3 separate regions of the Mus musculus genome follow, and regions 1 and 2 are each linked to region 3. The links are chromatin contacts, called in public capture Hi-C and promoter capture Hi-C maps. All regions are on one chromosome and are shown on one strand. Each heading gives the region's core, a stretch centred on a gene start, on an enhancer-like site or on the middle of the called end of the contact. The rest is flanking DNA. Distances are from core to core; before and after follow the strand shown.

Region 1 (4,611 bases), core at 1,608-4,107, 200 kb before region 3:
CAAATCTATACTCAAGATATAATATTATGGGGGTGGGGATTACTCCCAATCATCGCATATCAAAGAAAACAAATTTTAAAGTACAATTATTAACATTTCTCAAAGGTCACTGTCATTTCTCCATTATACCAAACATAAACTAATCTTATAAAGGGATAGTACGTAACACGACAACATATCAAATACATAAAATGGGCAAAGGCAGGTTTATGCTGGCCTATACTGATGCTCTGATGAAAGCTAATGGAAATGAGGACAGCACAGCTCTTAGCTCCACAAGTTTAACTAAGAAGGCAGTAGTTAGGCAGCCATGAAAATCAGCATACACTTTTGCTCTGAACCAAACGGAACAACAACAACAACAAAAACATTTAAAATATCTCTTTGCTCCTTTTTGAGTTATTTTGTTAAATTTATATGACTTTGGTGGTTATTTCAGGCATGTTATTGTCACAAGGAAAACAGTCATGCAGATACAAATTGACTATAAGTTACTCATCACAGCACATATCTGCAAGTGATAGAAATTTTCATTTATTTCTTCAGACGAAGTTCCTTGTGTTCTAGCAATGGGGAACTAATAAAAGAGGTGAGTGGGGTAAAGAGAAAATCCATTTTAATTGACCTGTTTGATACCACAGAGAAAGGGGGATGGGACCCTCACAGATGTGAAGGGGGAATGGGTTGAAGAACTTTGGGAGGGGGGACCAGGAGGAGGACAACATTTGGGATGTAAATAAAGAAAGTAATTAATTTTAAAAAGAAATTTCTATTTGAATGAAACTGTCATTTCAATGAAAACTTTTCTCTAAAACAACTTGTAATTTTTAAAGTTCAGGAAAAAATGTAAAATGCTACTTTTATTATAGGGGCAATTTTTGTTCCCATACTGCCTGAAGGCCCTTTTTAGAAGTTGGATAAGTCAGATGATTGTTAGTTGTAAAGTCATATATCTCATAGGACATATGAATTCTATCCACATTAGAGGAGGCTCGCCTTAACATAAACATACCTTTATGAACATTATCTTACAGTTTACACGCATATCTCCATAGAGTAAGCACCATTCTTTTTAGCCAAAGAAGATCAATGTCACATAAGCCACGAAACTTCTTCCTTCAACCCTTCAGTAGTCCTTTGGTTCTGATTCTATTTTTTTCTAGTAAACTAGTTAATCTTCCTAGTCTACTTCCACCCTCCTCTCTCAACCCAGCACTTTAAAGGCAGTGACCAAAATTATAATTCTAGCACAAAGTGGTACCTTAAGATTGCATATATGAGACTTTATACCCCATCATAGGTGGAATCAAGAGTGGTAAGGCAGGAGTGGGTGATTGGTTGAAGGAGCACCCTCATAGAGGCAAAGAGGAGGGGGGCAGGGAGATATGGGATAAGGGGGTGTGGAGGGGAAACCAGGAAGGGGGATAACATTTGAAATGTAAACAAATAAAATGATCAATAAAAAAAGAATCTCAGAAGAGAAAAGCAGTTTAAACCCACCATAAAAAAAAAAGATTGCATATATGAAAGAATTTGATCAATGCCATCCAACAGGCAAGAGGTAAGGATATGATCAAAATTCAGGTGGTCAGATTTTTGCTTCTTCCCTCTACATCACCCTCCCCAAATTAAGCTGCTCCACCACTTCAAAGCCCTAATACCAAACTAAGAATTACCATGAAAAACAGCTCTTGTCTCTCCAAGGTCCAAATTTGTAAAAAGCCCCTATGGAAGACTAAGGATCTAAAAACAGCCTTCTTTGTAATCTTCAGACATGGACCAGTTTTGAATTAAGATTAACAACTGTGGGAGACTGGCTTAGAAGAGTTGAGTCTCCTTCTTGTTTAATTGGTTTGGTTTACACATCTTTGAAAGAAGGGGCAGAGCCAAACTCACTGGAGAGAAATGTACTCTTAGAAGAATACAGGGATTCCAAGGGTTGAAAACTTGGATATAGCAAAAGACGCGAAACTGAGAGGAGGTGAGTAATTCTGAGGGCTACTCCTTCACTTCCCCAGCATCAAGCAGCCCCATGCCCCGACCCAAATCTCACTTGCAGCCTCTCTCTCAAGGTGTGATTGGGGCACTTCGTTCTCCTTAGGATTCCCATGTCCTAGCAATGCCCCTCACACACTCGCACTCACTCCCTAGGGTGGTGATTATTTGTATAGGTTTTGGAAAAAAAGTTAAGTCCACACCCGCGAACCCGCTCTCCTCGCCTGTCTTAACGGGACTAGTCTAGCTAGCGCACTGCACTGCCCATCAGCCCCCTTCGCCATGGGAAGCGACCCATCAGGTACTGGAAACCCCCTTAGCTTCTCCTATCGCGGTAAGACCCAAAGAGCAACTGGGAGTCCTGTGCAAGACAGTCAGGACGCGGTGGTAGCAGAGGAAAGGTGGTGGCGGGAGCAGAATTCCCCAGTCAGTCGCCCTGGGTTTAAGATGAGGCAGCGGGCAGCGACGAGTAACTGTTTGCCTTGCCACCTATTCAGTGACAGCGGACCCAGCCCTAACGCAGGTGTAGCTGGCCACAACCTCTTACCTGTAAGTCCCCCTCCTCCTTCTTCCCCGTAGCCTCGACGCCTTTGCAGGACAAAGTACTCGTTGGATCTTTCCATCAGCCACAGCTTCAGCGCATTTTTCAACAGCACTTCCTCGGGCTTCAGCCACATCTTGAAGAACTTTGTGCCGCCTCGGGAACGGAGGCGACCTATTTGTCCTCCTCACCTCCACCCTCCCAGCCTGTCTTTACCCCTCTACTTCTCCTCCCACCAAGTCTTCCGTTGGCGGCGGCGCCTCCGGAGGTTTTCCACACTTCCCCCAACCGTGCCTTCTCTCCCACGTAGGCAGAGAGAGTGCCAACTCCCTCCCACGGAGCTACTGCCAGACTGGGAAATAGCCCCGCTTCACCTCCTCTTGGGAGTTGTAGTTTTCTATCCACTTTTCCCGTACCCGGTCTAATATAGCCCTAGACTACATTTCCCACAATGCACTGGGTTACTAGTTGGGTGGGTTGGGGGCGCCTTTGAGGCGCTCCCGCCACCAGTTAAGTGAGTTTAGCCTGTGTAAAGTTAAAGAGGGTTTTCTTTTGTCTTTTTGCTTCAAATAAGCTAACCCCGTGTATGACAGCAGTGTTCCTAGTTCTTTTATAGTGAGAGGACTAGTTTGTTGAAAACAAAGTTTCCGGCATTTTTGAGTAATGGCCCATCCAGGAAGCAGTAGCCTGCAGCAACTTCCATTTACTTTGCGCCTATTAGGTAGTAGGTGATTTCTCAGGTAATCCTCAGGGAAATCTTTCAAAGTGGATCCTCCGCTTTGCTCGCTAAGCGCTAGCAAGCGAAGTTACTTACCCACGCTCTCACAGTGGGTGAATAGACTTGTTATTCAAAAGCCTTGCCTAAATTAAATTCTGTCCATTCATACCAGAAGAATGTAAATCTCAGAAAACACTTCTTCACACACACACACTTGCGATTATCCCTTCCCCCATGCTGCCTCTGTTTATTTGACTACTGGCTGAAAAATCTCTACTCCAACTTTTTAGGTATTTCTTTTTTTTTTTTTTAACCTTAAAAAACAAACAAACACCCGAAATTCCTTGCAGGGCAGGGCAGCCTATTTTCTTGATACCTTGACAATGCTGCACAACAGCCTACGCACTAAAATGAAAGAGTTCTGCTGTGAGGAATTATTTGAGGGCTGGTTGTTGTTATTGTTGTTGTTAGGATAACTCAATCCCGACAGGAAAAGAATAGAGTGAAAGTGAAAACTGGCTTACAGAAAGAATGCAAATAAAAGGTCCTGAGAAGTTGGCAAGGTATTCAAAATAAAGATATAGGGCCATGTGGCTAAGACAATGGACTGGGACACTCAGACTAGGAGTCCTGGAGCCAGTGAACTCTGCCCCAAGGAGTGTCTCCAGGCTAAATCTTCCAAGACTTGGGCGGTTTCTGGCGAAGCAGGTATATGTCACAAGCAAGTATTTATTTTTGTGGAAGAAAAACGCAACCATCACCACCACCAACAAAGCAAAATCCCAAGGCAGAGTGTTTCCTAGCGCAAAGTCACCCTTTGAAGGTGTATTAAGGCACATCGTTTCTCCATTTCTTCACAGTAAAAGGTCAATAAATGCAGCAAATGTGGATAGCCTTTGTCTTCCTTCATTTGTACAGTTCCAGCCGCCATTGTCCGTCAGTATGCTTATGGTTCTAGTTATGGCAAAGAGCATCAGGATTGGATGGTTCCTTCTCTGTACGCTGAACCCAGCCAGGGCTACCCAGATACTCTGTCTTAAGATCAGGCCCACTTCCAGCTTGGAGCTGGAGCTGGGGATTTAGAACACTTTTGCATTTATAAACAAACACTTCACTGATTGTATAAAGAAAACAGTTTTCAAATTGAATTATGTCTATTGCGCTAAAATTTGTCTTGATCATAATGTACTTCAAGTCTTTGCAAATAATTGTTTCTCTAAAACCACATTTAAAATACCATGGCATTCTTTTCATTGTCCAATTATGAATATTCCTGTAAAATACTTAGGAATTACAAACAATCTTGAATATCGCTGCTGATATTGTCCTGGAACTTAATGTATCGCATGCTATGCTC
Region 2 (4,156 bases), core at 498-2,997, 130 kb before region 3:
ATAATCGGTTTCTTATTATCCCGTCTCATTTGACTGATGAGAGTACCAAGACTCAGAGTTCAGATAAGTTGCCAAGGTCACAGGACTAGGAAGCCCCAGCGCAGACATTTGAATCAAGGTCTGACTTTAGGCCCAGCTCTCAACAGCCAGGAAACATTGTTATTAGACTCTTCCCTTCTCTCCCCTGTTCCCCTGCAACACACACACACACACCACCACCACCAACACACATACACACACACACACACACACACACACACACACACTTTGTCCTTCAGGTCCTAGGATCACAAACCACAAAAAGGAGGTTTCTGGAAGGGCAGTTGAAGGGAGTTAAATAGTCACCCCACCATGTCCACACATTTCAGAAGTACCTGGATGACTTTTTACAAAGTATGGGCCTTTATTTTATTTTATTTTATTTTATTTTATTTTCAGTAGCATTAACCACCTGCCTTGGAACTCAAGAAGCTAAATCAGGTTTGTCAGGAGGCAACAAACAAAAGCACTGATAACAAGAACTACTTGGGATCCAAGACCACTGGGCAGAGAACTCCTAAGCTAAAGTTTCCACAAAAAATTACAATGAGGTTAACTGAGTACTGTAACATAATCTTGTACTTGATTCATAGGAAATGTGAAGAGAAACCCAGAGAGAAGAGAAAAATCCGTTTTTATACCGCAAAGCGATTCCCAGGCAATGTTCTCCCTCCTAGTTTAAAAGCCAATGCCCACCCTCCCACACCCTTAATCCCAGGAAAGCACCCTTGTGAAACACCAGGAAAAGAAGCGAAAACCCCAACTGTGCCAGCCTCTGCGACCCCCCCCCAAGCACCCCACCCCGTTTGTCTTACCCTTTTCCACCAGAGGCAAATTAAATTCTGAAGAATTCTTTTGCACCCAACCCCTACACCTGAAGACTCTCGGGAGGACCCTGCTCTACTTAGTGGGGGCAAAAAAAGGGGCACCCGTTTTCTTTCCAAGCAAAGGGACAGGGAGAGGCAAGCAGGGAAGGAAACCGGGGAAGCTGGTCACCAGTAGAGGTTTGAAGAGCTGCAAATTAGTAGCTGCACTCACCCGGGTGAGACATGGGGATGACCTCATTGCGGGTCCCAGGGAAGTTAAAGATGACCGCTCCAGAAGCCCCTCTCTCTGAAGCCAGATGGATCTTGTCCGCGAAGGTGCAGCCTCCACCGCGTTGGATGAGGGCCAACCAAGATACTTGCACCGTGCTCCCCCAAACCGTGGGCACCGTGAAATTGGTGTGCGGGTTACAGGCGTTGAGCGCCCCGGGCCCGTCGGGCGGTACCAGGACCCCGGAGACGGGCTCCAGCGGCGAGTCCTGGCCGTACACGCCCTCCTCGCTCAGCTCCCACACCGTGCGGTTCACTCCGGTGTGCGGAACCCGCCAGGACACGTTGAGGTACGCGGTCCACACGGCTTCGGCTCCCCGGGAACCGGGCGCGTGCGGACTCAGAGCCAGAAGGAAGCACCAAGCCAGTAGCCGGGCAGCTCCGCAGCCGCCGCGGCAGTAGACCCCGATCCCGGGCGGCGGCCCCATGGCGCGCACTCGGCAGGCGACCCGGGCTGGGACTAGGTGCGAACCAGGTGGGGAGCCGGCGGCTAGCAGCGGGCGCGGGGCCAGCGAGGTCGCAGGCTGCCCTGCCAGCCGGCACGCAGCGTCAGCGGCCAGGCTACTGCAGACGCAGCTCCTACAAGCAAGCGCTAGGGATGCTCGCTCGCGACTGCCGCGGCCTCGTCGGGCTCTGGGACGCTCGCGCGAAGCTCCGCCCACCCGGCTGGGGGTAGAGGTGGCTGGGAGAGAGAGCCAGCCAGCGAGCGAGCGAGCAAGCGGAGAGGAAAAGGACACTGCGGGATCCGCCTCTTAAAAGGGTCACAGGATGGGGAAACGTTACAGGAGAGACTCGAGGTTGGCCAGCCAGGTGTGTCCTGTCCTTTTTAGGAAGAATCCTCGGCCCGAGAAACTGGAGAATGCGCCAGTTTACAAGCTTTCAGTTCGGAGTCGGATTGGAGTTGGTTTTGAAAGGCACAAATTCCATCTCCTTTGCCTGAAGGGGAGTTTGGGCTTTGTGGTAGGAAAGTACTTCTGAACAGCCCCAGGTCCAAAGGGTGTGAGTTCTGAGTAGGTGTTTAGTGCTGGGGTTAGAGGCTTCCTGTTTCCCCCTCCCCCTCCCCCCCGGAAAGGACAAGCAAAGCACGTCCTCATTGCTCCCTTTATTTAATTACCTTCTTAGTGGCCCCAAACAGCACGTTTCTCTTTCCCTGATCTCAGCAAGTGCTATACGTGTCTTTGCTACCCGAGGCTAACACACTGCACCAGATGCCTCTTGCAAGCAATTTTGATAACCACAACAGAATTATCATCTCCACACACCTCAAAGCCAAGCTCCCCTTTTTAATTCACCTTCCACAAATTAGGTTTGACCTAACTGATTTTCCAGCGAGATTCATGATCTTAACTACAATACCTTTCTTCTCTTGATACCAACTAAAATGAGGCCAGCCCACCTGGACAACTCACACATGTCTCTTGTTTATGAGTTAGTCATAGTTCAGCATACATTTCTGTCAATATTATCTATCAATGACTACATTTACTGGAATCACTAAAACTGTGCATGGAACTAAGCTGAATTAATATACCAGGTGACAGCCACTTTAGAATTTATTTATGATTTTGAATTTTAGACAGAGTCTCCCTGTGTAGTCCTAACCAGCCTGGAGTTAACTATGTAAATTAGCACCATAGGCATACTTTAGGGCAATCCTCTTGCTTAGTTGCGATTACAGTTAAAGACATGTGCTACCAGGCCCAGCTTCTGAACAGTTTTTAACCTTTAGAATTTACTTCTCTGCGCCTCGATTTGTTTATAAATTGTAAAATGGGAATGAAAACATTGAGCGCATGGAGTTGATCAGATGGTTAAAAGTCTTCCTGTAAACCACTCAGGATGCTGTTTAGCTGAGTATGAAAATTACGTTAAATATTGTTACTCGACAAGTTCAGGGGCACAGGAGTTCTACAATATCAATTGTCGTTACCTCCCAGTAATAACCAGAGACCATGCTGTTTATGAATTCAGTCTTAGCTACATTTTTGGTTCAGTCTAATTTCCAGCATTCCCAATCACTCTCATCTCTAAATCCTCGGCTAAGCATTTACTTAATAGTATTTCCCATGGTTAAGCATAGGTTTATTCTATTCTTGATACTCTTAGGACCCTAGAGAAACCTAGAGGAAAATTAACACCATCTATCAAAGACCAGCTAAAATACAAGTGAGTATTCTGTGAAACACGAACCTTAAGTGTTAAAAGGAGCTTTAGGAGCCATTTAGAGTAGGTATGGGGCCAGTGGAAAAATATCCACCCTCAATGTCAATGATGTTAACCTTTGAGATTTAAAATAACACCCCTAAAAAAAAGAATAGTACCAGCCACCTATAGTATTAGTATAATTTCAGAAATTATCCGAGTTTGTTCATGGAGAACAATCAAAACTAAACAATAATAGTTGAATGAAAATCAGCTATATTGTTCTTTGAAGAGAATGTGATCAAAAGAAAGGAGGTATTTTATAAGATATCTACAAAAATAAATATAGAGTGATGCTTATTCATTTCCTCTGTTTATTATTTCTTAAGTATTTCCTCGCATGTACTATATGCTATGGACTAAATGTAAGTCAAATAAAATATCAGTTATGCTTTCTAAAAGCTCATGAATTAACTTCAACGGATAAGAAGTGGACTAGAGAGATGGCTCAGTGGATAGGAGCACCATCTGTTCTTCCAGATGGCCTGAGTTCAATTCCCAGCAACCACATGGTGGCTCACAACCATCTATAATGAGATCTGGCACCCTCTTCTGGTGTGTCTGGAGACAGCTACAGTGTACTTACATATAATAAATAAATCTTTACAAAAGAAAAAAAAAAAGAAAAATAGAAAAACAAACAAACCAAAAGGATAAGAAGTGATCATTTCAGTACTGACTAGTGTATGCATATGGTACCATCTCTACAATAGAGGTTACACAGCTCAGGTCAATACTGGACAACAGAGAAGAGTTCCCTGTGCTGAGCTCAAGAGTCTTTCTCTGCAAAGAGCAACACAAGAGAAGGCATGGGGACCTGA
Region 3 (4,005 bases), core at 742-3,241:
TTATGCGTTTAAGTCTGCTATGCTTGCTTGTCATAGAAAGACGCCCTGTGACTTAGAATTGTGATAACAAGATAAAGAGAAAAGGGGGTGTGGCTTGGTAAGTGGTTCCACCGGTACAGTGCTTGCTTAGCATGCAGGAAATCTGGGCTTGGATTCTCAGGTATAGTCAAGTCGTCCGTTAATTTCAACACCTGGGAGATAGAGGTAAGAGGACCCAGAGTTTGGGGCTAGCTTGAGATATATGATCCTGCCTCCAAAACCAAACAGATCTAAAACCAGTAAATGTATATTATCATCTTTTTAGTTTTTCTGGTTTTTCTTTTTTTGGCATTTCCACTCCCATTTCTTATGTGTTCAGCTTGTAGTGTTATCGTCTGTCTTAATTACATGTCTTAAACTAAAAAGAGCGTTTATTGATGACCAACTTCCATTTTCTGGCTGACTTCCTACTTCTGATACAGGAAATATGAACTTCCTGTATCAAGAAAAATGATCACTTAAAGCCTTTCTACAGTCATCACACCTTCAAAAAAAAAAAAAAAAAAACCACTTCCACGGGTTTTACATTCAGTGGCATAAATGAATTGAATAATATGAATTGACTAAACCGAACATCCCTTTGCACCAATGTTAAATGCTAAAACATACAATGTGGGAAATATTTCGTGTTTATGTAAAATAGAAGTCAATACACTCTTCAACCTACACATTTATCATAATTGAAATAGGACTGAAACTAATATTAATTCAAACCGTGTGTGTGTGTGTGTGTGTGTGTGTGTGTGTGTGTGTGTGTACACATCACAGGAGGAGTCCTGAGAACAACGTCCCCAATCTTTCTGCTACCCTAAGTTTAAATCACAGTCAGGGATGTCAAGGCACTTTGCAATCAAACCAAGAGGACACAGGCTGCTTGAAGTTAAGACTGTTTCACTGCTCTGAACCCCACCTTCCCATCCCTAGATTGTAATGAACAAAACAGAAGCATTTTGTTTTCTGTTATCATGAGTTTCCAAACTCTTTAACTGTTTTTGTGGCTGTTATTGCCGCTGCTGTTTGTTTTTGAGACAAGATGTCTTTCTGAGGCTCAGACTACCTTGGAATTTGCTCTCAATGTTCCTGCCCCAGCCCCCCTAGATGCTGGGTCTTCCTGGTGTGTGCCACCTTGCCAGTCATTCGAAAACTTTTAAAAGCTTGCCTCTAAACTCCAATTACTTACTGTTAAAATTGAATTCCTCAGGTTGCTTGTTGGTCTTCCAAATATCTCCGTACGGATCTTCGTTATTCCACAGAGCCAGGTAGTGACTCTTGCCCCCTCTTAAAGGCCTCTCTGGCTTTTCCTCATGCGCTCTGTTTCTAAATGGAGTTTCTACAGAAATGACATCTAGGGACTCCCCACAGTGGACCTTATCTATGCACAGGATTCCCTGGCCCAATCTTTTCTCGTTGTAAAGGCACGAGACTCTGGAAATTCTCATCTCTATGCCAACTTTAAGAATATTTTGATAAACGAGAAAGTTTAAGCTGGGGTCTAAGTAGCACTTCTCCTGGTACACCCCGTCTGAGATTGTCACATCATAGCAGTAAAGGGGAGGCTTGGGCACTGTATCCCGTGGCTCATCCTCTAAAAGGTATCTTTGGACAGCCAGTACAGTGACAGGCACCACTTCCGAGAGGGTGACACACTGTCTAGGGGAACCTGTTATTTGCTCAATAACCTTTTGGATCCAGGACCTGCGCCTCTGGCTATCAGCTCTTCGTATCACTCCACCTGGGACCCCAGCCTGATCCCTTTCGGGGTGCTCCAAGTAGAGACCAGCGTGCGAGGGTCCCGGCTGAGGCTGACCCGACTCACCCGACATTGTGGGGTAACCGCGAACTCCTTGCACTCCAAAAAAAAAAAAAAAAAAAAAAACCTTACTTTCCCTGCTCAAAAACCCGGAGAAAAGACGCTCTAGACAGCCGCGCAAAGCTGTTGGCACGGACTGGTCTGGGTCCGCCCAGGAGCCAGGCTCAAAAGATTCCACGCCTGCGCATCAGCTTTCCCGCCTGTGCTTTGAGCCCCTATTTTGAGACTTTGAGACAATGTTTCTAGGAAGATGCATGAGAGAAGCACGTGGCATAAGCTCCCTAGCCTACTAAACTCCATCTGAGGGGAGGGGAAGCACGGGCATGGGAGGAGAGAAGCGTTGGGGGGGGGGGGTTGTCAGGGTTTCCTAAATAAAGCAGCTGCCAGAGGGAGGAGCAAGAAGCGCTGCTGACCAGCCCCGAAAGGAGAGCATCAAGAGGTGGTGGAAAATAGGAAGTGGCAAAATGAGGCTCCTGTAGTCCTGATGCTGGGACTTGGGTCCGCAAAAGAAAATATGTTAGCGTTATCACAGTCATGTGTATTTAGTAAATTAGTGTTTTGTAGTTAAGAAGCATGAAATGTGGTATTTCTGCTCTTGTAATATAAACAAAATCAGATAATGTATACACAGTCTTCAGGAAAGTCACTAGCACAAAAGTTCTCAGTAAAACATTAGCTGCTATTGTTATTAGCGTAAGCATAATTATCTGTAGTAGCCCCCAAATGCAGGGTGGGAGAATTAGTAAGTGAACATGAAAATAAGAAATTGTAGAATTGAGTTGCTAAAGATCTTCCTTCAGGTCAGACTTCTTAAAATCATTTATTTTTTTTATACAATACTTAGCACAGCACACTGAAAGAATACACAGCTTTAGAAATTGTATTTCTTAAATACAAAGCATATTTCAAAGAAAACTGCAAAGTGAATACACTGGACAGAAGAGTTAGAATAAACATGCAACATTTATTAATTGTACCCAGGCTGTGATCACACACGAAATGTATTACCTTTTTAAAGAACAACTGTTAAAAGTGATTGTGTCAGGCTGGGTGGTGGTGGCGCACGCCTTTAATCCGAGCACGTGGGAGGCAGAGGCAGGCAGATTTCTGAGTTCGAGGCCAGCCTGGTCTACAGAGTGAGTTCCAGGACAGCCAGGGCTATACAGAGAAACCCTGTCTCAAAAAACAAAAAACAAAAAAAAACAAAAGAAAAGTGATTGTGTCCTGCTTTCCTTTCTACTAATTTTTTGAATGCTATCATTCTTTATACGTCATTTATGAAGTCCTACTCCAAAGCAGGCAATATTGTAGGCCACTGGGGATGACTACAGTCACTCTTTCATCCAAGCTCCTCACTGATTGGGCTGAACAACTCTGCCTTTGTCAAATTTTGACTAACAGTAATTCTACAAACATTTATTTTCCTTTTGTTTCATAATTTATATTTTTATCCATATTACATTTCAATCACACCCCCTCCCTCCTCTCCCTCCAGTCCGGTCCTTACACATCTCTTTCCCAATATTCCCCTCCCTTCTCTGGAAGCCTCTCCACCCTGGGGTGTCTAGTCCCAACAGGACTAATCACATCCTCTCCCACTGAGGCCCAACCAGTCCAGGTAGGAGAAAGGGATCCAATAGCAGCCAACAGAGTCAGAGACTGACCCCCTCAAATTATTAGGGGACCTACATGAAGACAAAGCTGAACATCTACTACAAATGTAGGGGTATCTAGGTCCATCACTGGCATGTTCTTTGGTTGGTGGTTCAGTCTCTGTGAGACCCCCCTATCTTTTCCTTATTTTAAAGTCGGGGTTTCAAGTATTCTAGACTGGCTAGGAATTTGCTTGTACCTGAGGATGAACTTGCGATCCTACAGCCTTTAGACTTCCCCATCTTTCTGTGATCACTGGTGGGTACCACCAGCCCCAGTTTTATGTGTGTCTGGGGATAGAATACAGGACTTCATTTATGCTGGGCAAGTGCCAATTGAGATACAGCCCCATCCACCCACATGTTTCTTGTGTGTTGGCAAGGTATAGTCTTGCTATGTTCTTCTGGGACCTCTGGATCAGCTCCTGCCTCCAGGTTCCTGCCCTGTTAGAGTTCTTGGCTTGGCTTCCATCGATGATGAACAGCTATATGGAAGTGTAAGCC

The links. Capture Hi-C pulls out chosen DNA fragments and counts their contacts.
Region 1: a contact with region 3 is called in a capture Hi-C map of macrophages, with 4 times the contacts expected there. The contact joins the promoter of Tbc1d8b here to the promoter of Radx in region 3. A contact is called at or near these places in 18 of 39 promoter capture datasets (the 3T3-L1 cell line, 3T3-L1-derived adipocytes, HPC-7-derived erythroid cells and 10 more), 1 of 484 Hi-C or Micro-C datasets (trophoblast stem cells), 3 of 115 datasets of contacts at active chromatin or transcription factors (embryonic stem cells, fetal liver and stem cell-derived neural progenitor cells) and 4 of 9 other capture datasets (adipose tissue, liver, macrophages and 1 more).
Region 2: a promoter capture Hi-C map of adipose tissue shows a contact between it and region 3. The contact joins the promoter of Rnf128 here to the promoter of Radx in region 3. A contact is called at or near these places in 4 of 39 promoter capture datasets (the 3T3-L1 cell line, hippocampal neurons and liver), 5 of 484 Hi-C or Micro-C datasets (the G1E-ER4 cell line, embryonic fibroblasts, group 2 innate lymphoid cells and 2 more), 6 of 115 datasets of contacts at active chromatin or transcription factors (bone marrow-derived dendritic cells, bone marrow-derived macrophages, embryonic stem cells and 2 more) and 3 of 9 other capture datasets (adipose tissue, macrophages and pancreatic islet).

Annotation. Positions count from the first base shown.
Region 1 is chrX:139,683,242-139,687,852 of GRCm38.p6, reverse strand. Tbc1d8b (TBC1 domain family, member 8B) reads right to left here and starts at 2,857. Exons shown (of 21, transcript NM_001081499.2): 1 at 2,543-2,857. The coding sequence starts at 2,672.
Region 2 is chrX:139,608,211-139,612,366 of GRCm38.p6, reverse strand. Rnf128 (ring finger protein 128) reads right to left here and starts at 1,747. Exons shown (of 7, transcript NM_023270.5): 1 at 1,078-1,747. The coding sequence starts at 1,561.
Region 3 is chrX:139,478,353-139,482,357 of GRCm38.p6, reverse strand. Radx (RPA1 related single stranded DNA binding protein, X-linked) reads right to left here and starts at 1,991. Exons shown (of 14, transcript NM_175326.6): 1 at 1,220-1,991. The coding sequence starts at 1,862.